Linked DNA regions of Danio rerio: regions 1, 2 and 4 are each linked to region 3. Evidence: chromatin contacts called from public HiCAR-type and HiChIP or PLAC-seq data. All regions are on one chromosome and are shown on one strand. Each heading gives the region's core, a stretch centred on a gene start, on an enhancer-like site or on the middle of the called end of the contact. The rest is flanking DNA. Distances are from core to core; before and after follow the strand shown.

Region 1 (6,482 bases), core at 8-2,507, 240 kb before region 3:
GTTAACAATAACAATAACTAGCACTAATAATGATGCTATCGTTTTATTATCTGGGGATGCATGTAAACATGTCTAAAATCACACAGCTAATTAAACCCATCCTCATACAAAACACAAATCAACACGATGTTGTTGAGCAGACAAAAAAGATTTGGCGTTTTTGCCATAGATATATAGACTAGATGTCGCCTGGCCTATTGTTGTCTATTGGACGGAGTGCGTCAATAGCGCCGCCATCTTGCTACAGGGTAGCGCTCCTTTGAAATGAATGCGGGACCACGGTACAATTGAGGACTGTGGCCATGCAAAGACAGAGATATACACATATACACATATATCTGTGATCGGGAGTTTTCCTGGATGTTAGTATGTAATTTTTTTTCTAATTACAAAAATTATAATTTTACATCACTTTTCTACATTGATAGATCAGTGACCGCACGGGAATTCCTGACAAAAAGCTTGTGTTTGTGTGTACAGAAATGTACTATTCACCCTCCCTGTTAAATTTGATCTAATCATGTCCTGAAACACACATCCTCTCCTGCTTTCACTTCTCATACTGACGGAGGGAGCGATTCGTTTGTGAATGAATCCCCCGAACGACTCTTTCACTAACGTTAGCCGACAATAATACAAGTTTCTGGCAGCGCAGCATCTCGTTGTCATATTTCTTTTGCATTGTTTGCTGATTTTATTCAACAAAACTAGCATAAGCCGAGTGTTTAGTGCGAGTTGGAGCTGCTTTGCCGTATGGTGAATGCAGTAAGTGACTGTTATCCTCAATAACGTTACCTGATTAGCATAAAAGTTCAGAACATACAAAAACAGAAAAAAACACAATATTACCTATGAAATGTTTTGCCTTTGTGCTTTATTTTCTTTGTTTGCTCGTTACTACACCCGTAGACAGCGCTAAAGTCCCGCGTCTTCACGTAATAACACTGTCTTGACTAGTGCGGTTGAATGACATTTGTCCTGGGAGCACTGTACCAATGTGGCGGCGCTAATGACGCATGCTCAGGGTCCCTATGCGATATCTAGTGTTTATATCTATAGTTTTTGCAAGGCAAATATAGTGAGGATTTATCAAATGGCTCCATCGTGAGGACAAACGAGGTAGTGGACGCACGAAAAAGAAACAAAGGGCTTTACATGATCACCGACCGTGCATACTATTGGACGACGCTATTGAAAGCCCGCCCACTTCTACACTCTCATTCGTCCATTTCGATGTCAATCAACACGCCGGAACTACGTTTAACAGGACCTGTGCGCGCAAAAATGGAGGATAACATTAAAGACCTCAGCCGACCCCAGATGTATTTGTTTGGTGAGCTGAATTAAAATCACACGTTGCATAACCATATATATGCGACAATTCGTCATATGCAATCAAACGATAAGCTCCTACTGCTGCATTGCACTGTAATACAAGAGTTGTGGCTAATGCAGCTAGCCACATGTATTGGCTCTGCCTTTGTGTTTAGTCTAATGTTTATATATGCGATATAATGGGCTGGAGGACTGGGGATAGTTATATTTCATGTATTTATTTTCTATTTATAAAGGATGTTGTTTATTTTGTGGGATTTTTGGTTGCATAAAATGGGTTTTTCTAAAGTTTATCACGTGTTTACAACATTTTTGAATAAAGTATTAGTTTTTGATTAAGGTAAAGTTGGTTTTATATTCGCACATTCATATTTTCATCTTAATATCATTTCAAAAAAGTATTCTTTGCAAATTCTAAATAGTGAAATCATATTAGCAGCCAATCAAAATACTACAATGTTTACAGTCAATTAAATAATGATAATGTTGTTTTGAAGTCATACTTGCATGTAATTTCAGTCCGAATAATCAAAGTACCATGGTAAACAAAACTGAGCTGTCACTTAACGAATGTGCGAATATAAAACCAACTTTATTCTCAATTTAGTTTTGCTGTCTTCCTGTAGGTTGTTCGTTAAAGGCTGACAAGAAAGAGCACAAAGTTGACCTGGATGATGATGAGGCTGAACATCAGCTGTCACTTAAGTCGGTGAGGAAGATGAATATTTGACAAAAGTCTAATATTGCCATATAGGCAGTGGTGTAAAGTAATATCAAATACTCCAATTACTGTAATTGAGTAGTTTTTCTCAGGAATTGTAATTTTTAAAGTAGTTTTAGAAATGTGTAGTTGTGATATTGATGCTAAAACAATATTTTGTGCAGCTGTATTCTGTTTTACAACACTTATTTTCTGTATCACAATATAGATTGTGTCAAAGCTGCATTACATGAATGAACAGGAAAATGATAACAAGCCATAGCAGTATTTCTTTTGTGAGGCACTATGCTAATGATGCACTGTATATTTCAGACAAGTCGTTTTGATTGTCTGTAAACTGGCAATACCACATCTCTCACCTCTTCACCCGTGTTCTCAGGTGTGTTTGGGTGCCGAGGCGGAGGATAAATTCCACACCGTGGAGATGGAGGGATTGACTTACGATGGCAAAACCACCAAAATCACACTTGCTGTATTGAAACCATCCGTTCTGCCTTCTGTAAGTGTTCTAGAGTTCATTTCCGTTGGGTTTTGTGTTATAAACAGGTGTAAAAAAGTTTGTAAATAGCATCACAGTGTAAAAAAAATTTTGTTACAAGTGTGTGTGTGTGAATGTGAGAGTGTTTGGGGGTTTCCCAGTACAGGGCTGCAGCTGGAAGGCCATCTGCTGCGTAAAACGTATGCTGGAATAGTTGGCGGTCCATTCCGCTGTGGCGAGCCTTGATAAACAAGGGACTAAGCCGAAGGAAAATGAATGAATGAAGACCCTTGTAAACAGCTGATATTATTCCGTCTTTAAAATACATCTTGCCGATAAACTAGTGATATTTGGGATCTTATGTAATTTAGAAAAAAAACAAGTTTTTTCTAAGTTCCAAGTATTTAGCTCAATATTTTTATACTTTTAGCTGACTTTTAGTATTTAATAGTATTGTCAGAGTATTAAATTGTAATTGAAGTACTGTGAATGGAACCTTTATTTAGATATCTACTATGAAATTAGTTTGAAAAAATCTAATAAATTATGAAATGAAAAATATGTGGAAACCCTGCACACCCCAAGTAATTCAATTCAATTCAGCTTTATTTGTATAGTGCTTTTACAATGTAGATTGTATCAAATCAGCTTCACATAAATGGTCATAGTAACTCAGGGCTCGAAATTGCGACCATTTTGGTCACATATGCGCCCGAAAATTAATCTATGCGACCTAATAATATATTTTGGCGCATTAGTGCGACTACAGATAATGGTTGTAGTGCGACCTGTTTTGATTTTTTGTAAAAACGTGCTGAATCGCTCTTCCCTGCCGCTATATTGGTTCCTATTAGCTGTCAATCCCTTAAGACTTTCCGCTGTTAGATGACAAGGAAGGAGCTTTTACGACCACGGGAAATACAAACGGCTGAAGAGTAATAACTTAAAGCACACAGGTTTGCAAACCCCATCTAAAGTTGAGGGCGCAGATGAGAGCGATCATGACGTGGTGAATATTGATCCGCCAGCTGAGATCAATCGAGTACGTGTTTTTCGGAGAAGGTGCCCGAATCTCGATGCGTTGCATTCACTGCGTGTTCAGCGCAAATGTCCGCTAAAAGTCAAATCTAATACTGTACATATCATCGTCAAAGGAGCTCGCCTTTACTAAGTTTACACTGAAACTGCGGCTCATCATAACAACGAACGGTATTGCGTCGGTGGTCATCGCAAGAGTACTGCTCTGCCTGCTCATAAATTGGGTCGGCTGACTCGCCTGCTTTTCACTAACACAGAAAAATGAAGATCAGCCAGTCTGAGCTCAGACTAAACCTTTAAATTGACACAAACTGAAACCAAAACTTTTAAAGAGTGATAGAAGTGAGACTTTACTTACTTTATCTTGTCTATTCTTTTTTGAGGTGTATATTATTTTTTATTTATTTACTGATGACTGTTTTGCAGCTTTCAGCTTTGAATTGAATTATTTATTATAATATTTTGTTTGTTTTGTAGCAGAAATATTATTTATTAAATTGACATGCATATAAAAACAGCAGTACAAAATCCATATTTCTTACTGCAATGCTTCATTTTTGTTTGATGCAAACTATACATTTATTTTTCATAAAGTAACAGACTTTTTATAGCAGATATTCATGCACGTCATTTAAGGCAGCATCATAATGAGAAATGTAATTCATTGTTACTATTATTGTCATTTTCATCATCATTAATATTCTATAATTATTAGACATTCATTTTAGAATTATTGCACACAAATATCAATGTCATCACAAAGATAGTTGTTTCTGTTTTTTGTTAGTCCTGTTGATGTTGTTTTAAAATACAGCAGCAGTGCTCATTCATTTTTGATGGGTGCTCCTAAATTTTTTCTGGTGCTCCTAAATTTTTTCTGGTGCTCCTAAATTTTTTTGGTGCTCCTAAATATTTGAAGTTGAGAGCACCGGTGCTACCAAGTAAAAAAGTTAATTTCGAGCCCTGTAACTGGATCAGGGTAGTTCAGTTTTTAGTGTTTAAGTTCAGTTCAGTTTAGCTCAGTTCAGTGTGGTTTGAAATACTTGTTCATCAATTATAAGAAGTCATTTTTTTATAATTAATACAACATCTCTAAGTACGATTTTGTTTAGTTTTTTGTAACTTTGTGGAAAAAGCACTTAAAAACCATTTGTGGTGTTAAACATTTTCAAATAATATAGAGTAACAGTATTAAGAATTATTATCATTATTAAATAAATAAAATATACCATAACAATGGTTAGTTAATTAGTGGGACCTCATTGCAATTTTTTACAATATTCTATTATATTTAGTTCAGTTGTTAACACTTAATCATTATTAAATCACACATCTTCAGTATTCTAATATTGCTGCATGCACTTATCTGCCAAAGGTGCAGTAGGTGATCTTTCACAATGCTAACAGCTTAGCATAAATCTCTGAATCACACTCCCTCCCCTGCCGTCTAGAGCCACACCTCCCTAAATACGAGCACAGCAAAAGAACCCTCTCTCATGTGTTTAAAAGCGACTAGTGCTTGTCCGACGGCGAGAAAGCCAAACTGACATGCTATTTCAGAGTGAATATTTAGAGTTGCATGGTAAACAATACAGGGAGAGACTAGGCGGAATAGCGCTATTTACTTGTGTTTTGTTGTTAAACTAATTAAAATCTACATTATAGATGCTGTAAAAGGTCCCTTATGAAACTGGAAAATAGTCTTATCAATCTTTTACCGGAAGATTTTAGTGACTGAACGACAGTTCTGTGAAGATATAATCCATTTGTAACAACATCTAACGTTACATCAGCTTTACGTGAAGCTCAAATAGTTTTAAAACAAAACAGCACTTGCTAAGAGAAATCCTTCAACCATTGTTTCATCCTTTTTCCAGCGTGCAAAGGTAACTCCAATATTGATTCAGGTTTTTAAAAAGTTTCGATTCGGCAGGTTTTCACCGATCGCGCGCGCCTTCTCTCTTGAACGTGTGGCACCAACAGCGGTCGGTGAGGATGCGTACAAACGGCTGCGCAGTTGTTCAACTCTGCATTTGCTGACAGACAGTTTTGCCTACTTATCGGAATTATGAGAGATGTCGGTCTGACTCTATTTAATTGGATGAACATTTTTTAGTTTTATGCCTTACCCAAAATATAAAAATACATATAAATACATTTAGATCATTTACTTAAATTATTACTATTGAATTGTGACGAGACTTTCAACCAGCACAACACAAAATGCTTCTGAAGACAATCACCTACTGCACCTTTAAGTGTTATTATGCCCTCGGTAACACCATGAATCTAGTTTATACTCTGGCATGTTTGGGTGTTCTGTGGTATTTTGAGAATGCGTCTAATAAAAATTCCAGCTGTGCCGAGGCTGGTCAACTTGTGATTGACAGCTTGTTTTTAAAAGGGGCAAGGCCTGCGTTGCATCATCAGGACGGAAGGCGAGGAGCGCTCCATGACATCAGCACATATTAGCCTCTGTTTTATATCAGCAACGGAAAATATGAACATTTCCAAAGAGCTCTGGGAGGAATCTGCGTTTTATGACTTAATGCGAATGTGTTTGCAACTCTTTGTGTTCTGGTATGAGTAGATTAGTGGGTGGAGTTTGAGCTCTTTAAAGTACAAATTGAATCAAAACTAGCCATATGATTTTGTTAGCTCACAACGCTAGTTTTGTGGCGAATAATTCATCTGTGCATGTCATTAAGAATAAAAAATACATTGTTTGCCCTTGTAATCTAAAAGTGAAATCTGAAAATGCCTGTTTTTTTTTAAGTTAAATTCTCAGATTACGTCTGTCTGAGGAATTGGGTGTGGCTAACATACTTAACCACGCCCCTCAGTTTTGACTGCAAACAGAAATGATGAGGAGGAGGTGTCTGTTAGGTCAGTGGTCCCCTACCTATTTGT
Region 2 (6,365 bases), core at 2,534-5,033, 180 kb before region 3:
AACTCGAGCGCACTATCATGTCTGCTGTAGCTCCTCTTTTTTTTTTCCCTCTCAGGATGAATTACGCTTGAGAGAGTGCAAATGTCAGCGCGAGTGTCTGTGTGTGTACGTGGTACCAATGGGGTGGATCTTACAAAAACACGGCCAGGTCTCAATGCACCCTAATAATTTTTACTTTGTCATATTATTTCTGTATATTTAAGCACATTTTCAGAATTTAATCTTTTTATCCGAAACAACTTGCGTCTTTTTTCACAGCTAGCTTGTTTTATGTTACAGTTTGGATAGTTTAAAGCAACACTATTTTTTATTGTGTCATTTTACAACTAACATCAGTTTTACAATTTACAACAGTTGAGTTTAATCATTTTTGCAACCATTCAGCTGATCTTTGAGTCTGGCGGGAACACTTTTCGTTTAGCTTAGCTTAGCATAAACCATTGAATCGGATTAGACCATTAGCATCTTACCCAAAAATGAATTTTCTGTAGTTACACTGTTTACTGAAACTGATGGAAAAATAAACATTGTTATTGTCTAGGTCGATATGTCTTGGAACTATACTCTCATTCTGGCGTAATAATCATTGAACTTTACTGTCATACTTTGGCTGGTGCCATATATACTAAAACCATGGTATTATATAGACATGGCACGATAACTGTTTTCAAGGTATACCCCGGTTTGGAAAAGTCAAAGTTTTGAAACTGGCAAAATGTTCCGTTCCTAAGGTATGTGTAAGATTTTTTATTTACGAATATATTTTTAGAATATTTAAAGGTTCCGTAAGTAGAATTCTAGTGGTTGAGCTAGGTATTGCAGTCCAAATTCAAAATGCAAAATAATGCTGCGTTCACACCAGACGCGGAACAAGCGTCAAGTGCAAGTGATTTACATGTTAAGTCAATGCAAACGCGCGAATAGACATCCTGAGGGGCGATACGCGCGAATGGCGCGGGGCGAATTCTGCAAATTGCACGAATGGCGCGGGCCGAATTGAGCGTTTTGCGCATTTGACGTGCTTAACGAGCGTTTCGCGCGAATCTCTCGATTTCGAAAATCTGAACTTCAGCTTTCATTTGTGCCGCGTTAACCAATCAGGAGCTTGCTTTTGTGGGGGCGTGATTGTGACGTAGAACCTGTTCATCAAACTCGGCTTGGCTCAGTCAGAAAGCCTCCGTCATCCAGGTTAAGTTTCTGGAGGAGTTTATGAGCTCACAGAGCTGGATGCACCTCTGAAAGAATGTAGTGGACTCAGACACGACCCTAAACGTATCGACGCTGTTTTTCAGTCTTCATAAAGCACATAAACACTGTTTTTTTTCTTCATAAAATCCATGTTAGCTATTTAGCTATGAAGCTAGAGTCTTCGGGCAGACAGAAGCCCTGCTCATCACAGGAATCCGCGTCTGTTCTGATGTGAATTTGACACGCGAATGAAGCGTGGTTTGACGCGCGTATGAAGCGAGTAAACTCGAATGTTCACGCGGCTATTTACGTCAAATTTCGTGATTTATCCACGCGTTCTGCGTCTGGTGTGAACACAGCATAAGACTTATTTTAACGTTGTCCCTCCTCCGACCACATGACCTAAACACAGGTTACCAGTCAGTGTGCTGGACGATCAAGCCTTATACCATAGTCACACGAGAGTTTGAGCTTGAGAAATTCTGTCGTACGAAGCTGCGAAAAAATGCGGGATTAAACAAGTGGATTAGACATTTTTTTTAAAAAGTGAATGATTGGTCTGGATTTGTATGAAAACAATGTACGTTAATAAAATTGTACCGCTGGTTGAATTGAACAAGTTAAAGTAAATATGTGCATACTTTGCCTTCTTTGATATACTGTAAAATAAAAAGATGTAAAGAAGAACAATTGCCAGTGAATTCACTTAAGTTTCCCAAACTGCTTTTTGCTGTTCTTATCTGTTCAACCTTTGGTTTGGTTTAGCAACTTTTGGTTGGGACAGAACAATAATAATAACTATTGTTATGCTTATTGTTTATGGTATTTTCATTACAGTTTAAAGTCCCCCTTTAATATGTACAACAAGACACAAAAAGATCAAGTTTTGACTGCATAAACTCTGTGGAAAAGTGTGTGTCTAATGCTCGGCCATACACACAACAGCCACAGATAGATTTCAGCAGCTGTGTGACACAATCCATGTGCTCATTTGCATCATCACTGGTGACAGGTAATGCTTGAAATATAAACGCCATGTCTGGTGTCCTAAAAAAATAATAATAATAAAAAAAAATAATAATACTACTACTAATACTTCCCTTCTTAGACTTTACAGACCTGAAACTTGCCTATAGCACTTATTCATTGTTGCTCTTGGTTGTGTAAATTGCTTCCTTGTCCTCATTTGTAAGTCGCTTTGGATAAAAGCGTCTGCTAAATGACTAAATGTAAATGTAAGATGCATCAATTACAGTTGAAGTCAGAATTATTAGACCCCCTGAATTATTAGCCCACCTGTTTAGTTTTTCCCCAATTTCTGTTTAACGGAGAAGAGTTTTTTCAACACATTTATAAACATAATCGTTTTAATTACTCGTCTCTAATAACTGATTTATTTTATCTTTGCCATGATGACAGTAAATAATATTGGTCACTTTATATTAAGTGCCCTTAACTAATATGTACTTACACAGGAATTAATAGTTTGTTACAATGTACTTATTGTGTAAATACATGCATTTATTGTGTTCTTATGCTTGATTAAATACCTGTATGTATTTACATCTGTAGTTAACTTCTGTAATTACATTTGTAAATACACTGCTGACCATTCCCTACACCTTAACCCACCCTTAAACCTACCCATACCACCAAACCTGTTCATAACCCAACCTCTATCCCAACTCAAGAGCACCACAAGTGTTCTCAAATACATTATGAACACAGTAAGTACATTGTATTTATTTTTTGATGCAAGTAGATAGTAGTTAAGGCCACTTAAAATAAAGTGGAACCATAATATTTGACTAGACATTTTTGAAGACACTTCTATACAGCTTGAAGTGTCATTTAAAGGCTTATTTAGGTTAATTAGATTAACTAGGCAGGATAGGGTAATTAGGCAAGTTATTGTACAATGATGGTTTGTTCTGTGGACTATCAAAAAAAAAAATAGTTTAAAGGGGCTAATAATTTTGACTAATAATTTCTAGCTGAAATAAAGCAAATAAAACTTTCTCTAGAAGAAAAAATATTATCAGACATACTGTGAAAATTTCCTTGCTCTGTCAAACATCATTTGGGAAACATTTTAAAAGAAAAAATAATTCAAAGGGGGGCTAAAAATTCTGACTTCAACTGTTTGTCAGGTTTCCACTCTTTTAAATCCACCCTCTATGAATTGTCAGTCATTGAAATGGCCTCCCCGCCAATTTGAGTTTGAGACCCCTGCTTTAAAGAGTCCTAAATATACATACAGCAGCTTTAAACAAATAAAAAAAGCAAAACGTAAAGCAAGAAACATAAACATGGATCAAAATGTATGCATAAACAAGACAGCAAGGCAGCACAGTAGGTTTTGGAACGGAGTTGACATGTTTTTGTGTTGTTTTTTTACGCTCGGTAAAGAGTTATGAGCTCTTTGATGCATTGCGCCATGTGCATCTCTACTAAAACAAGGCATGCGAGTCTTCACAGTGCAGGTGTCCTCTCAGATGTGCAGTGTGTGTGTGCGAGCGTGAGTGTGTTTTCCAGGGAGCATAGCAGGCAAAGAGGTGTGAGACATGTCTTTGTCAAAAAGAGGCACTAGTCATACCCTCTGGTATGTACACCGACTGCACCCCCTTCCTCTGGGCTGTAGTTTTACCCCAGACACTGTGCTAATGTGGAGCTTTTGGTCCAAACTGACTCACGCGGCTCTAATTATTAAGCATCTAAATGAGTCGCTACATCAGAGAAACTCTGTTCCAGCTTTACCAGCTCATCCTTTTTCCCCTCCCTCTCTCTCTCTCTCTCTCTCTCTCTCTCTCTCTCTCTCTGCTATTTGTTTTCTTACAGGTGATCAAAGACCTTTGGAACTTTGTACAATCACTAAAAAAGTAATGGCTGCTCTGCGCTCCCCGTCCAGTCCCAGTGCAGCAGAAGTCTGCGGTTCGCCAGTAAACGGCACTTCAGCTGTACGATTCTGGCCTCTTCCCGTGTTAATGCGATCCGCCTGCTCTGCTCTTCTCTGTCGAGCAGAAGAGTCCTCGGCAGGGGTTACAGATATCATGCATCATCTTTTATATTCTTTATTTTGTTTTTAAATGATGGATTTTTTTTTTTTTTTTAGGTCCTCAATGGTTTCTTATAGTGGTATGCTTTTTAAAGGTGTCTCTTGGTAACTCACAAAATTGTTATCAAACATTTCCAGATCTTATTTAATTAAAATTGGTTAAGAGGGTGGAAAATAAAAATAAAGTGTTTAGTTTGAAGTAAATTAATCCTATTTTAAACTTATGCCTAGTGCATAATAACATTTTCCCCATTTCTCATTATCATAAAGCAAAAAAAGTGAATGAAATATTGTCAGATTTATAGACCATAGAATCATTTTTTTTTACACACTGAGTTATTTGAATATATTTTTTTAATTATATAAAGGAGTCAGTGTAAAATTAGTGGGGAAATGTTTATGTAAAATAGGTAAATGGTCATAAAAATAATCTTTGTTTTTCTAATATAATATATATATATATGTGTGTGTGTGTGTGTGTGTGTGTGTGTGTGTGTGTGTGTGTGTGTGTGTGTGTGTGTGTGTGTGTGTGTGTGTGTGTGTGTGTGTGTGTGTGTGTATAATAAAACAGCTAAGAAAAATATATATATTTTTGTGTGTTTGTGTTTTTTATTTATTTATGAATAAATAAACACTCTAAAACACTAAATATATATATTTATTTAAAAATTATAATAAAAAACAGGCTAAAAACACACACACACACAATATATATAGCGTTTATATATATAAACGCTAAAATATATAAATATATTTTCTTGTGTGTTTTTACCATGTTTTTTATTATAATTTTAAAAAAATTAAAAACACCAAAAATGTGTATTTTTTGCAATATATATATATATATATATATATATATATATATATATATATATATATATATATATATATATATATATATATATATATATTATATATATATATATATATATATACATATATATACATATAATTTTAATATTAAAATAATAATAATATAATAAATATATTAAATAATATTATATATTAAATAATAATAATTAATTTAGTATTAAAAAATTATATATATATATATATATTTTTTTTATATTATTATTCATATAAAAATTATAATAAAAACACTACAAATTTGTTTTAATTAATTAATATAAATTCTAATTAAAAGAAAACACGCTAAAACACACACACACACACACACACAAATATGTTTATATGTTGTAATTTATGTTATATATTATAACATATAAATATTATAATATATTTTTTTATATAATTTTTTTACAAAAAGTAATTTTTAAAAAACACACAATCACTATACATATATTTACAGACAACAAGGGGTATTTTTATGACCATTATATTATTTTTGAGACCAATTGTTTTTTTTTTTTTTTTTTTTTTTGAAAAAATCTGATCTTGGTTATGAGTTTGTGAGTGCCACTCTTAAATATAAAACTGATATTGGCTGCTGCTGGTTTATCTCAGTTTTTGTTTTTTTACTATCATTTTTTTTTTAAAGCTACAAAACTCCTGTTAGCTATCTTAAACAAAACACCCCTTTTTTGCACTAGCAGCCCAAGACCAATTTGTTTCTGGCGTATATTTAAAACCATAATCACTGTAAACCGTCCTCCTTAATTTCTTTGTGTTAAGATGGCAGCTGAAGTGTAATAATGTCAAAGATTATTTCAGAAGATTCCGTCTGGTTCTTAGTATTGAGTGCAGCCCTCAGGATCATGCAGATGCAGACGGCCTTGAACATGTCAGATGTACTATTAACTCAAGTGCTACAGACTCTCCCATTTAAATCACGTCGAGAAGTGCGGTCAGAATGTTATTCCTTGTTGGAAAAAAGGAGGAAAGTTAGTCAAGTGTTCAGCTCATTAAACATGACAGCAAGGATGTTTAGTTGATTTGGTGCTTTGAAATCAAACGTTTGGTAAATTGTTCTTTTGTTGTATTGGTTTTATTTTTGCACTAAATCATTTTAATTGTTTTTTTTTTTTTTTAATTAATCAGAATAATCTGTCCTTGTTTTAATTAGTTTGATGAATACTAGTGAAACTGGTACAAATGTATTTGTTTAGTTTTTTTACACCATGTATATGTTGCAAGCAAGCAGTGTGTCTGTTGGAAAACTACA
Region 3 (6,491 bases), core at 1,002-3,501:
GTATATGCTGAGGGATATTGCCCTTTCACAATATTAGTTTTACAGACTTCTTGTCATCATTATGGTTTTAGGAAAGAAAACATTTTAATGTTATTAGCCGAGTGATAAACAAACAGTTATGCAACAATCCACTAAACTGGTTGTGTGTGACACATTCAAGAACTAAGAATGTGACATCTGCACTCAATGACAGCTGAAATGTTGCAGTAAAAATAAACATGGTAATTGGTAATACATATTCTTACAGCACTCAAAACTCTTAAAAACACATATATTTTTTATTTTTTCATATTGAACTAATGGTTTCATAAAAAAGAACCTTTCACATCCAAGGAACCCTTCCAGGAAAAGAAAGAGAAAAAGGTTAATTAGATGATTCATATAAGTATATATCATTATCCGCTTTTTAAGTTGTGACGTATCGGTGACGTATGGAATACTGTTTCCGGGTGCAAGCCGCCACTCATTTGAATTAGGAAAATATTTTGTTCATGACCACTTTTTAGTCATATCACACATTAAAGTAAATTTTAGTGTACACAACAATCTCTGGACTTGCTGCATCACAAATACCAAAATGTTAAGAATTTATAAAAATTAATCACTTTCTGGTCATCTGATATTAAGCATGGATATATATATTCATGATTTTCGAAAGTATTACATCACTTTGTAAACATTTATTATTATCATTTAATAAATCTCCCCATACAGTTTGATATAGCGCTTGGACCTGGAAGCCGCTCCACGTCGACCTCGTCACACTTATACACAAGTAGATAGGGCTGGGCTGATAATCATTTATTATACAATATAAATATTATAATGATATATATAAATATTATAATGATATATATAAATATAAATAAATATATATATATATATATATATATATATATATATATATATATATATATAAATATTATAATGATTATATATATATATATATATATATATATATATATATATATATATATATATATATATATATATATATATATATACATACTGGGGGGGTATACGTCGCCCTCCCTTTTAGAGACAGACCATTTAGAAACAGGTGATTAAGAATGTAAACTTTTGGATTTCTTTTTTGAACTGTTAAACAAAGTGAAAAATAAAATAAAGTGTTGTTGTGCTGCTGATTATTGATGCTGATAATGGTAAATTATTGTCACATAATAATTGGTCAGACCTGAAAAAAAAACAAACTGCCAAAGTTCATTCATTTTCTTTTCCGCTTAGTCTCTATTAATCTGGCGTCGCCACAGCAGAATGAACCGCCAAACTATCCAGCATATGTTTTCCACGGCGGATGTCCTTCCAGCAGCAACCCATCACCGGGAAACATCCATACACACTCAATCACACACTACGGAAACTTAGCTTAACCAATACACCAATAGCGCATGTCTTTGGACTTGAAACTGAAGTACCCGGAGGAAACCCACTAGAACACAGGGAGAACATGCAGACTCCAAACAGAAATGCCAACTGACCCAGCAGAGAGTCTAACCAGTGACCTTCTTGCTGTGAGGCGATTGTGCCACCCACTGAGCCACTGTGTTGCCTGACTGCCAAAGTTATAACAAATAAAAACCATAAGGAAGAAAAGGTGTTTGTAATTGGTCAAACTCAACCAAAGGGGCAAGAATCTTTACAAAATTCATGCTTGTTTTTATAATTTCCAGCAAAATAAGTGAAATATTAGGCTGCTATTTTAATTAATACTGCTCATGCATATCTTTTAGCACTTATTCGATTCATTTTGTCAAAAAATTGACTGCTTACTAGAACAAATACACAGTTGTTTTACATCATTTAAATAAAAATCCTCATTTCACTCAGATTTAACAGCAACAAAGTGACATAATTATAATAATGCAATATTATGGTTTTAAGAAACAAGCTATAAGAGGAGGAAAATCATCTCAAATGGTTTTAGTATCAAGTCTTCAACCAAAAAAAAAGGTTCATGTTAAAAAAAATTAAGTGCTCATAATGGGTTTTTCAATGGCAGATTCGCAATTTATTCACTTTAATTTACTTTAATATCTAATTTAGTTAACCTCCGTTTAAATTCCGTCTGAAATCTGTTCCTGACAGTGGGAAGCCTATTACGCTGTCAACTACCACTTTCACAATTATGTTACTGTGAGTTGCAGCTTTCGAAAGACCCGGTGATAATGTCAGCGTGGGATGGAAATGATTGTGTGTGGAAGAACCAGCAGGTCCCCCCGCCTCTCAGCGACCGAACTCACCCACTCTCCCGTTACCCGGAAGTATGCAGAATTCCCAAAGATGGCGGAGCAAGGTCCGATGGCGATAGCTATGCGGCTAAGAAATCAGCTGCAGAACGTCTACAAGCTCGACCCTCTAAGAAACGAGGTGAGTGAAAGAAACAAAAATCGCTTCAGCGTCCCGTTCATCGCCGCTCTCCACCCGCGTGTGCTGTAAACGCGCGTGAGAGGAGCGATAATCTGTGTGGCGCGAAAGCCGAGAGATGGAGCGCGAGCCCGAGCTGCGTGTCTGCGCAGGCGTGAGTGTTGCGAAGAATCAATCCACTGTGTCTAGCGATTGTGTTTTTGTTCTCCGTGGCGAGGCTTTTCTTGTCAGATCTGGTCCAGGTCGAAGCTCGTGCCCTGTAGTTTGTCCCAACTCCAAAACTGAACACGCTGATAAAACTCTGCACTAATATAACGGTCACCCTGCATGTCTCGTGTTGCGATCTGATGTCCCACATGTTTATTAATGCGCACTGGCTCTTACGAGCGAACAAGTGCATCGATATGATATAATGCAACGTGCTTTAACTGTAGCGCGTGCCCGTGTTGACGGGATATGCGTTCACTTCAGAATCCAGTCATGGGACGTAATGTGACCCCTAAGGTGCATTTGTGTGTCTTGGCGTTTTCTTACCTCGACATCGATTCCATGTTTAATTCAGTAGCTTGTGGTGCTGGCAGTGATTGATACTAAACCCGCACTCGCGGAGATACTTTGGTGGTTCGTTTAACCAATGGCAGGTTTGTTTACAATTTTGACACCTGACTTGCTGAAAACTGAAGCGCGCTCCAAGTGAAATGAGCGTGCGTGTGATAGTTGTACGCAACAGAATTCGCTTTTGTAACTCACACAGTTGTCAGGGGTGGCTTTTAAGTCTTAAAAAAACATACTTAATCATTTAGCTTTAAGTTAATTAAGCAATTGTTACAGTTGAAATTGCTTTGGTCATATCTAGTTTGCCTTTCACTTTTAAGCAGTCATGCAGTTTGACTGTTCAGTCAAAAATAGTTTTTTTACTGACTCTCTGACCATTCAAGGTCACTTTTTTTCTCTCAGTAGGATATTAAACAAATAGAGGTAAAGTTGGTTTTATATTCGGATATTCAGACTTTCTCTTAAATAACATAATTTCAGAAAAGTATTATTTGCAAATTCTAAATGGGACAATCATATTAGCAGCAAATGACGATCAAAGTACAATATTGTTCACAGTGAATTAGATAGTGTTAATGTTGTTTGAAGTCATACTTGCATGCTAATTCCAATCGAATATTCAAAGTAACATAATAAACAGTATAGGGACTTCTAAATGAAAGAATGTGCGAATATAAAACCAACTTTACCTCTATATTAAACAAGAATCTCTGCTGAAACTGTGATCCTTCGTGATTTATAAAGCTCAAGTAAACAGTCTTTGGCTCCTGGAGAGTCAAAAATATGAGCAATTCCAGCGTTATGGATGTGACATTTGCAGTAAAAACTTATAACATAAATTTGCATAGAAAGTATACCTTAACATTATATTGAAACTTGTGTTTATCTTTTCCAAAAAACTGACCACAGAGTCATGAGATCAGAAAAATATCAGTCTGTAAACATGTTTTGTACTTTATATGAGGAAAATAAAGATGCGTTATGGATGTGACAAAAAAGTCAGCAGGTTTGCAGTACACATACTTTGTAGAAATTCTGTGAATTAAACTGCACTACGCAAAAGAAATGATGTTAATCAAAAGGATAAGAGTTGGCTCTCTATAGAACAAACATAATTTATTTTATTTTATTTAAGATTTTCACATTTATGAGGAAACAGTGTCGTCATGGACTTGACACCTCTCTGTTATGGATGTGACAGATGTGAAATTGCCACTTGTGTGTCTTTAGTAAATCAAATATAATAGTTTTAAAACATTGATGGATGCATTTTTGAGTATTTCTAAAGTACTGTAAAATACTTGCTTACACAAAACCCCAAGAAACAGTTACCGTATTTTGGTGACAACTTAATTTTTTTCATGGAAAGGTTGACATTTGCACGAAATTGCTCATATATAGACAAAATAAAAATGAACTCCTTTGACTCCTGTCAACATTGAGGACTTGAAGAAAGTGTCGGCCTGTCCGTGACAGGAAGCTTTCTGCAACAGACTGTTGTAAATGTTAATGCACTCTTAACCATTTCCAGAGGTTTGGGATACAGGTATTACAAGCATTTACCTCCCAAAAGTACAAATTTACTCTCCTTCAAGCTGTCCCAAATCTTTTTGAGTTTGCTTTTAATGTTGAACACAAAAGAAGATATTTTGAATACAGAATACAGTTCTTCCATAGTTGACTGAATACAGTTGACTTCCATAGTAGAAAAATCAAATGATATGCTTTCCAGCTTTCTTCAACATATCGACTTTTGTGTTCAATGGAAGAAAGAAAGTCTGACAAGTGAAGGGTGAGAAAAAATAATGTATGAATTTTACGCTTTGGGTGAACTATAACTTTACAGATCTAAATAATGTTAGTTATTTTTGCTCAGACTGAACATTTTGCTTTAAAGACCTCGGTGTATCATCAGGATCCACATATACTCTAAAGTTTGTGGGTTACTTTAACTAAAACTTGGGTAAAATATGCACAAAACCTACTGCTGGCTTCAAGTTTTTTTAAGTTAACCAAATAAGTGTTCATAATTAACACATATTTACCCAGCATTATTTTTGGACTCCTCAAGTATTGGTGGCCATTGCCATGCTTTTTATGAGTAACCAGAGTCCATGGTTTCAGCTGAAAATCTTCGATTGTTCTGTTCCACTGAAGAAAAGTGTAATATACACTCACCGGCCACTTTATTAGGTTCTCCTGTCCAACTGCTCGTTAACTCAAATTTGCAATTAGCCAATCACATGGCAGCAACTCAACACATTTAGGCATGTAGGTCAAGACGATCTGCTGCAGTTCAAACCGAGCATCAGCATGGGGAAGAAAGGGGATTTAAGTGACTTCGGATGTGATATGGTTGTTGGTATTTCAGAAACTGTTGATCTACTGGGACTTTCATGCACAACCATCTCTAGGGTTTAAAGAGAATGGAATATTGATTTATTTCCAGTACCTTGTTGAATCTATGCCACAAGGGTTTAAGGCAGATCTGAAGGGTGTCCAACCTGGTAATCGCATGGGATGATACCCATTTTTAAGGTAAACCGCGTTTTGGAAAAGTCAAGGTTTTAAAACCGCAAGGCATTTTCAGATATAGCGTTCCTACGATATATGTAAGGGTTTTATTCATGTTTTATTTGAAGTTTTTTAGGACAACATTATCTCCGGTGGAAAAGATATTCAAAGATGTCATGAAATCAGTGTTTTTAAAACTAATGAAGGCAGCAGAAGTCAATGATTTATCGTATTTATTTAACTTGACATGTTTACTACTCTAAAATACTTTAAATGTTTCTTAAAATAAAATATATTCTCTTTAAAACAGTTTTTGTTTTTACCCAGACATTTAAAAAGAACATATTTTAGAGCAGTAATGGCACTACTGTAAAACCGTGACACCGAGATATTTTTATCCAACATTATCATACCGTCAGAATCTTTTACCAGTCCATGCCTACCTGGAACTAGTAAGGTGTACCTATTAAAGTGACCGGTTAGTGTAGATGTCATTGCTTAGATATTCTGTATGTGTCAGCTGTTACTTAAATTCAGACTCCAAGTAAATAACTCTCTCAAAATACTAATAGATCATAAAAACTGCATAATGATTATAGGAGATAAATTAGGTTAAAGCAGCTCAAATATTTGAAGTCGCTTTGGTTCTGTTATAATGCAGGACAGTGCTGGATTGAGTGTTTAACTGTATATGGGTCACAGACGAGATGTCCCATTTTGGAGCCTGCATCAAATTAAATATGGAAAAGGGATTGTAAATACACAGAAAACATACAAGTAAACAGTCCATTAGTTTTTCATTAACTTTTGAGCAATTCCTTGCAAATATCATGGAAAGAAATAAGTTTTATTTTAGCGATTAAGCTTTTTCTAAGGTGTTTGTGTACTGTACAAACACTCAAAAATGTCTCCGTCAATGTTCAAAATGTTCAAAGTATTTGATTTGATTTACTAGAGTCACACAAGTGCTAATTTCACATCTGTCACAAACACAACAAAGCTTTTTCCTCGAATATACAAAAATGTAAACAAAAATA
Region 4 (5,886 bases), core at 682-3,181, 140 kb before region 3:
ATGATTTCAGGTTTCCAACATTCTTCAAAATATCTTCTTTAGTGTTCAACAACAGAACAAACAAACAAACAAAAAACACTTGAAAGAAGTCAAGGATGAGTAAACATTGACAGAATGTTCATTTTTATAGGTGAACTGTCTCTTTAAGAAATATGTTGCTGTATAGGTGTAAAAAATACAGTAAAATGCATCAAATAAAATGTCAAAAATATGAGTTCAATTGTGTTCAATCTGTATATATATATATATATATATATATATATATATATATATATATGTGTGTGTGTGTGTGTGTGTGTGTGTGTGTAGGCACTATTTAATTATTATACATACTCTAACTTTTGCTTAATAAAATATATAAGAACAAGGAATAATTCAAAGTAATGTTATTACAATTTACATGAATTATAATATGCATAATAAAAAAGGGCATTTCTGACAAATTTTGGTACAACCTAGTTGTTTGAAACATAGTGGCAAAGTATAAAGATTTGAAATGAAAAAAAAAATCTGTAAATTTAATGGTTTATTTCCTGGGGTGTCGGGGAAAAAAAAGTAAAATAACGGCTGTTAAATTACAGAAATGTAAAAAATGTAAAATGTAAAAAGAAATTTTAATTTCTGGTAAATTTATGTAATTCAGCCACTGTTACTTTACAGTAAATTACTGTATTTCAGCCTCTGTTATTTTACTGTAATTTTTTTGTAATTTAAAGGCTGTTATTTTATGTTTTTTTTTTCCGACACCCCAAAAAATAAACCATAAAATTACGGATTTTTCATACAAGCCCGGAAATATCAACGTATTAAAATCCAGGGCTTTTAATATGTCATTAAAATTGTTGTTCTAAATACATGACAGGATTTATTTATTTATTTATTTGTTTATTTATTTATTTGTTTATTTATTTATTTTGGATATTTGAAATTATGGTACTCTGAATTACATTTTAGTATTTTTTAAGTGCATTTAGATAAAAAAAAACAGCTTGCCGAAGCAGTGTCACTATATATATATATATATATATATATATATATATATATATATATATATATATATATATATATATATACTCACTGGCTCACTCACTATTAAATTTAAACACTGTAAAACCCAACAGTCAAATTTATCAAATGAAATGAGTGTAGTTAACTCAAAATTTACTGAAAGTTAATTTTACTCATTTGAAAAGAGTTTTGAACTCAGTGTTGAAGGTACCTGATTACTTTAACTTAAATGGAGCAGGTTCACATATAGATTAGTTTTTTTTTTTTTTTACTCAAATGGTTTGTTGCAATCGATTTCCTCAAATGGTTTGAGTTGCCTTAAATTATTGGGTTTTACAGTACTCAGTTGTTTGAGTTCTCTTTATTTATCGGGTTTATGCTCAAATTGCTTCGTTTACTCAAATGGATTAAGTTCACAGTACTCATTGGGCTTAGTTTTTGAACCTAAATGGTTTGTCGCAATCGGTTTCCTCAAATGGTTTGAGTTACCTTAACTTATTGGGTTTTACAGTGTTGTAGACTTTTTTAGTACACTGCATGAATCCATAACCGACCTTTAATGAATATTATCGGCAATAAAAAAACATTGATTGTCAGTATATGTATTTTTAGCTTCGCACAAGTGTAACGCCTCTTTCTCTTTACCCCATCAGATGAGAATTTGGTTATCTCAAGCCCGCGTGTCTGGTTTTGCTCAACTGAAATGCACCTGTTTACGAGTTCGCATGTGAAATCCGCCAGGAATTCTCACAGAATCGCATCGACTCGACGAACGAGCTCGAGAAAGTCGGAGAAGCGCAAAGCAAGCGGCGCCCAGACTGAGGGAAAGCGCATTCCGCGCACCGATGGACTCTCTCGGATCACCCTATCAGGTGCAAAACCACTGACAGGTTTCCACCCACCACCAACCCAAAACCCCTCAGTGCGCTCCAGCCCTCCGCAGCACACAGACATACACAGTCCTGTACCATCATCCAGCGCTCATCCAGGATTTGCCACGCGACTTTCCCTGTACAAACCACCCGGATAACAGTAAAGAAAATGTAAAGAAGAGACTTCTCGAAAAAAAAGATCATCTATCCTGACAACTTTAGGACTAGTTGGGAAAGTTTTCCTCTTGAACAGCGGGCACACGGGACGCTTGGAATGAGGCGCGCGCTTTCAGGTGTCTTCAGCAGGTACGAGCAGGATTTATATCGTTTTTATATCGCGTGCTGGATCGAGAAGAAGCAGTGAAGTTCACGGATTGTTCGCCGAGAAGGAGACACCCCGATTGAACCTTTAACCGATTCAATCTTTGCGCGCTTTGGCGAGAGAGCGCAGCGCGCGCGGACACCACCGGGGAGACGTCGTTTTGCGTTTGTTCCGATCTCTTTTCAAACGCGAAACAGCCTCATGCTGCTTCCAGCGGCACATTTACGCTTCCCTCATCTCTGTTTTCCCTGGGATTGCACCTCTCCTCCGGGGTTTTGTTTGTGAGACACTGGCGGGGCTCCGCGCGCCACTTACTGGAGCGGCAAACGCTGGAAACAGGTGTATTTGACCAAGATGTCTGTTCTGCCGTCAAGGTTCATCTACGTGTAAGGAACATTCTTAATAATATATTTGATTCGCTTTGAGCTCCTGCATTCTTGCCAATAGAAGTCGCTCAAAGCCAGCCTTAAGATGTACGGCTACATTTTTTTTTTATATCTGGTGTAATTGCTTGTGATTCACCCCTCCTTACTTCCCTTCTGTCTCTCCCTCTCATTCCCCCTCTTCTTCTTCTCTTTCCAGGTGTTTACATTTGCTGGTGCTCTACTTCCAGTTGCAGGTAAGTCTGGCTGTTTTGATTGTCATCGTGAATCTGGGTTAATGCGGGGATTATGAGGATGCGCCGCCGGTGCGCAAACACAAAGCTTGTTTAATTTGTTGTCTTAAGGTTTTTGAAAGCAGGCGCATGGGAAATCTACACCCCAGAGGCTGTGAAATTAAAAAGTGACTTTGGATTTGTTGGTGGTCTTGCCAGGGGAATAGAATTTCTCTCTTCTCTAAAAACACGTCTGGGTTTTGCATTTGTGCGTCCTTGTGTTTTATTCAGCCTGGAGAAAATTAAACTTGTCAGTTTCTAACAATACGGCTCGTGCTCGTCCAAAGCATCATTGTATCTTTCAGAACAGTTAGTAAACAGTTCGTTTTGAGAGATTTAACGCTGGAGATTGACGTACGTGATATGTGCATTTTGTTTTTTAATGAACTCGTGACCTTCTGGTTTTGTGCTACGTTTATTTAACATGCAAAAGGATGAACACTGTTGTCTGCCATGAAATTAAAAGAAAAGAACATTAAGACAAGACTGACAGATAATTTGTTTTTTGTTTTAATTTGAAGAGTTCATATACAAAAAGCTCTAAGTGCCATATGAATTTTTGCTATAAAATTAGCATTTTTTTTCCAAGCTATTGTGTGTAGGTTCAGTAATTTGAATTTTAGAGCAAATAATATGTTATTTTTATTGCCTTTAAAGTGAAATAACTGAACATAAACACAGAAGGCTGAGAAAAATGCTCATTCAGTTGAAGTCAGAATTACTTGGCCCCTTTGATATGTTTTTCTTTTTTAAATAATTCCCAAATAATGTTTAACAGAGCAAGGAAATTTTTACAGTGTGTCTGATAATATTTTTTCTTCTGGAGAAAGTCTTATTTGTTTTATTTCGGCTAGAATAAAAGCAGTTCTTAATTTTTTAAAAACCATTTTAAGGTCAAAATTATTAAGGTCAAAATTATTAGCCCCTTTAAGCCATATATTTTTTGATAGTCCATGATTAAACTATCTTTATATACATAAACGTACAATTATGTGCTCATACAGTATGTCTTTATAAAAATGTATGTCTATATGTCTATATAAACATAAAAAAAATATTATACATATAAATACAGTTGAAGTCAGAATTATTAGCAGAATTATTGTTTATTTTTTCCCCCAAATTTCTGTTTAAAAGAGAGAATATTTTTTAGCACATTTCTAAAAATAATAGTTTTAATAACTCATTTCTAATAACCGATTTATTTTATCTTTGTCATGATGACAGTAAATAATATTTGACTAGATATTTTTTAAGACACTTCTATACAGATTAAAGGGCAATTTAAATGATTAATTAGGTTAATTAGGTTAGGTTAATTAGGCAAGTTATTGGACTATCGAAAAGAAAAATTTATGGTATAAGGGGGCTAACAATTTTGACCTTAAAATGGTGTTTAAAAAATTAAGAACTGCTTTTATTCTAGCCGAAATAAAACAAATAAGACTTTCTCCAGAAGAAAAAATATTATCAGACATACTGTGAAAATTTCCTTGCTCTGTTACACATCATTTAGTAAATATTTAAAAAAGAAAATAAAAAATCAAAGGGGGGCTAATAATAAATTCAATGTTTTTAAAAATGAAAACAGCTAGATGACAAAACAGATTGCTCTGTCTTTCTTACGTAATCATGAAATTAAAAGCAACTTCAATTGAATAAACTAAGATTAAACCAAAAACAACAACAAAAAATTGTAGGGCTAGCTACTTTAAAATAAACATAAACATTGACTGAAATAAGCAATGCATGACTTGAAATAAGGATTAGATTGATTAAAACCCCACACAGATAGGTTTGTTGGTGAAATAAAATTAACAAAACGGTAAATCTAAGGCAGCTAAATGACCAAACAACTTGCAATTCCTTTGAGATGTCATTATAGGTTAAGACCAGGTGCGATCTCAGGCTTTCAAAAGACTCTGAAGAAAGTGACTAATCCTTTAAACTGTGCCAACAAAATATACCTTAACAAGAGTGTAATAAGATATGTGCAGTTTCTCAAGATCCGTCTTTGCTGACAGATGTACGTATATTCCTCACAAGGCGGGAAAAACTAAATAAGAGCCTTTTATTTTATTTATTTGTTCTTTTGGCAAATGGGTCAAGGCATAGCGATTATAAAACTTGAATCAGAGTGTCGTAACAGAAGGGGCCGATCACCCCTCGAACCAGGAACAAAAGCCGCCGGTTTGAAGAAACGAGACCCGTGGCGGTTATATAATTCTGCACCATCAGTTTTGTTCCAAAGCGGTTGGCGCAAACAAAGCTTTAGTGTGGAACAGCCTGCTTTCTGTGTAAGGATGAGTGTAGTACTTCTTCAGGTCACTGATAAACACTTAGTATACACCCTTTTTTTGCTTTGCCCCTGCTGCATTGCATAAATTATGGGAATAACTTCTGTTAAACAATCAGAGAAATGTTTAAATAATTTGGATATTGAGGAGGCTTTATTCTCCTCACAGATCATCCATCAAATATTAAAAGACAGCTCATTGGATTTAACAAATTACCATTAGCAGACTTTAAATAAGCCCCAGAATGTGATGTATATTGAATATTGCTGTACTGTATCACTATATAAAAGAGCTTTGGCTACAGGTACAGTAGAAGTCAAATTATTTGCCCTACTGTGATTGTTTTTCAAATATTTTCCAATTCAAGTTTAACAAAGCAGGGAGTTTTGCACAGTATCTTCTATAATATTTTTGGTTTTGGAGAAAGTCTTATTTGTTTTATTTCGGCTAGAATAAAAGCAGTTTTTTTTTTATTTTTAAAGGTGAATATTATAAGCCTTCCTAAGTATTTTTGTTTTTAATTGTCTACAGAACAAACCACTGTTATACAATGACTTGCCTAATTACCCTGACTTGCCTAGTTAATCGAATTAAGTCTTAAAGGCTGAATACTAGTATCTGAAAAATATCTAGTCAAATATTATGTACTGTCATCATAGCAAAGATGAAATAAATCAGTTATTAGAAATGAGTTATTAAAACTATTGTGTTTGTAAATGTGTTGAAAAAATC

What was found. HiCAR-type assays count read pairs that join an accessible place to other places. HiChIP or PLAC-seq counts read pairs in DNA pulled down with a chosen protein or histone mark.
Region 1: a contact with region 3 is called in a HiCAR-type map of caudal fin, with 6 times the contacts expected there. The contact joins the promoter of npm1b here to the promoter of pcgf1 in region 3. A contact is called at or near these places in 1 of 18 Hi-C or Micro-C datasets (caudal fin) and 2 of 4 datasets of contacts at active chromatin or transcription factors (caudal fin and embryo).
Region 2: a HiCAR-type map of caudal fin shows a contact between it and region 3, with 5 times the contacts expected there. The contact joins the enhancer-like site here to the promoter of pcgf1 in region 3. A contact is called at or near these places in 6 of 18 Hi-C or Micro-C datasets (caudal fin, embryo, fibroblasts and 2 more) and 2 of 4 datasets of contacts at active chromatin or transcription factors (caudal fin and embryo).
Region 4: an H3K4me3 HiChIP or PLAC-seq map of gastrula embryo shows a contact between it and region 3, with 5 times the contacts expected there. The contact joins the promoter of fgf24 here to the promoter of pcgf1 in region 3. A contact is called at or near these places in 1 of 18 Hi-C or Micro-C datasets (caudal fin) and 3 of 4 datasets of contacts at active chromatin or transcription factors (caudal fin, embryo and gastrula embryo).

Annotation. Positions count from the first base shown.
Region 1 is chr14:6,167,194-6,173,675 of GRCz12tu, reverse strand. npm1b (nucleophosmin 1b) reads left to right here and starts at 1,257. Exons shown (of 11, transcript NM_001166155.1): 1 at 1,257-1,333; 2 at 1,962-2,044; 3 at 2,436-2,555. The coding sequence starts at 1,285.
Region 2 is chr14:6,118,194-6,124,558 of GRCz12tu, reverse strand. It overlaps npm1b (nucleophosmin 1b), which reads left to right. Exons shown (of 11, transcript NM_001166155.1): 11 at 4,027-4,693. The coding sequence ends at 4,071. Among named protein-coding and RNA genes, the nearest start is that of fgf24, 45 kb to the right of the region's middle. Within about 2 kb of position 3,783, at least 4 of the 62 cell types and tissues checked have an H3K27ac peak or open chromatin away from gene starts, as enhancers often do.
Region 3 is chr14:5,932,829-5,939,319 of GRCz12tu, reverse strand. pcgf1 (polycomb group ring finger 1) reads left to right here and starts at 2,251. Exons shown (of 9, transcript NM_001007158.2): 1 at 2,251-2,388. The coding sequence starts at 2,302.
Region 4 is chr14:6,072,530-6,078,415 of GRCz12tu, reverse strand. fgf24 (fibroblast growth factor 24) reads left to right here and starts at 1,931. Exons shown (of 5, transcript NM_182871.3): 1 at 1,931-2,588; 2 at 2,785-2,821. The coding sequence starts at 2,557.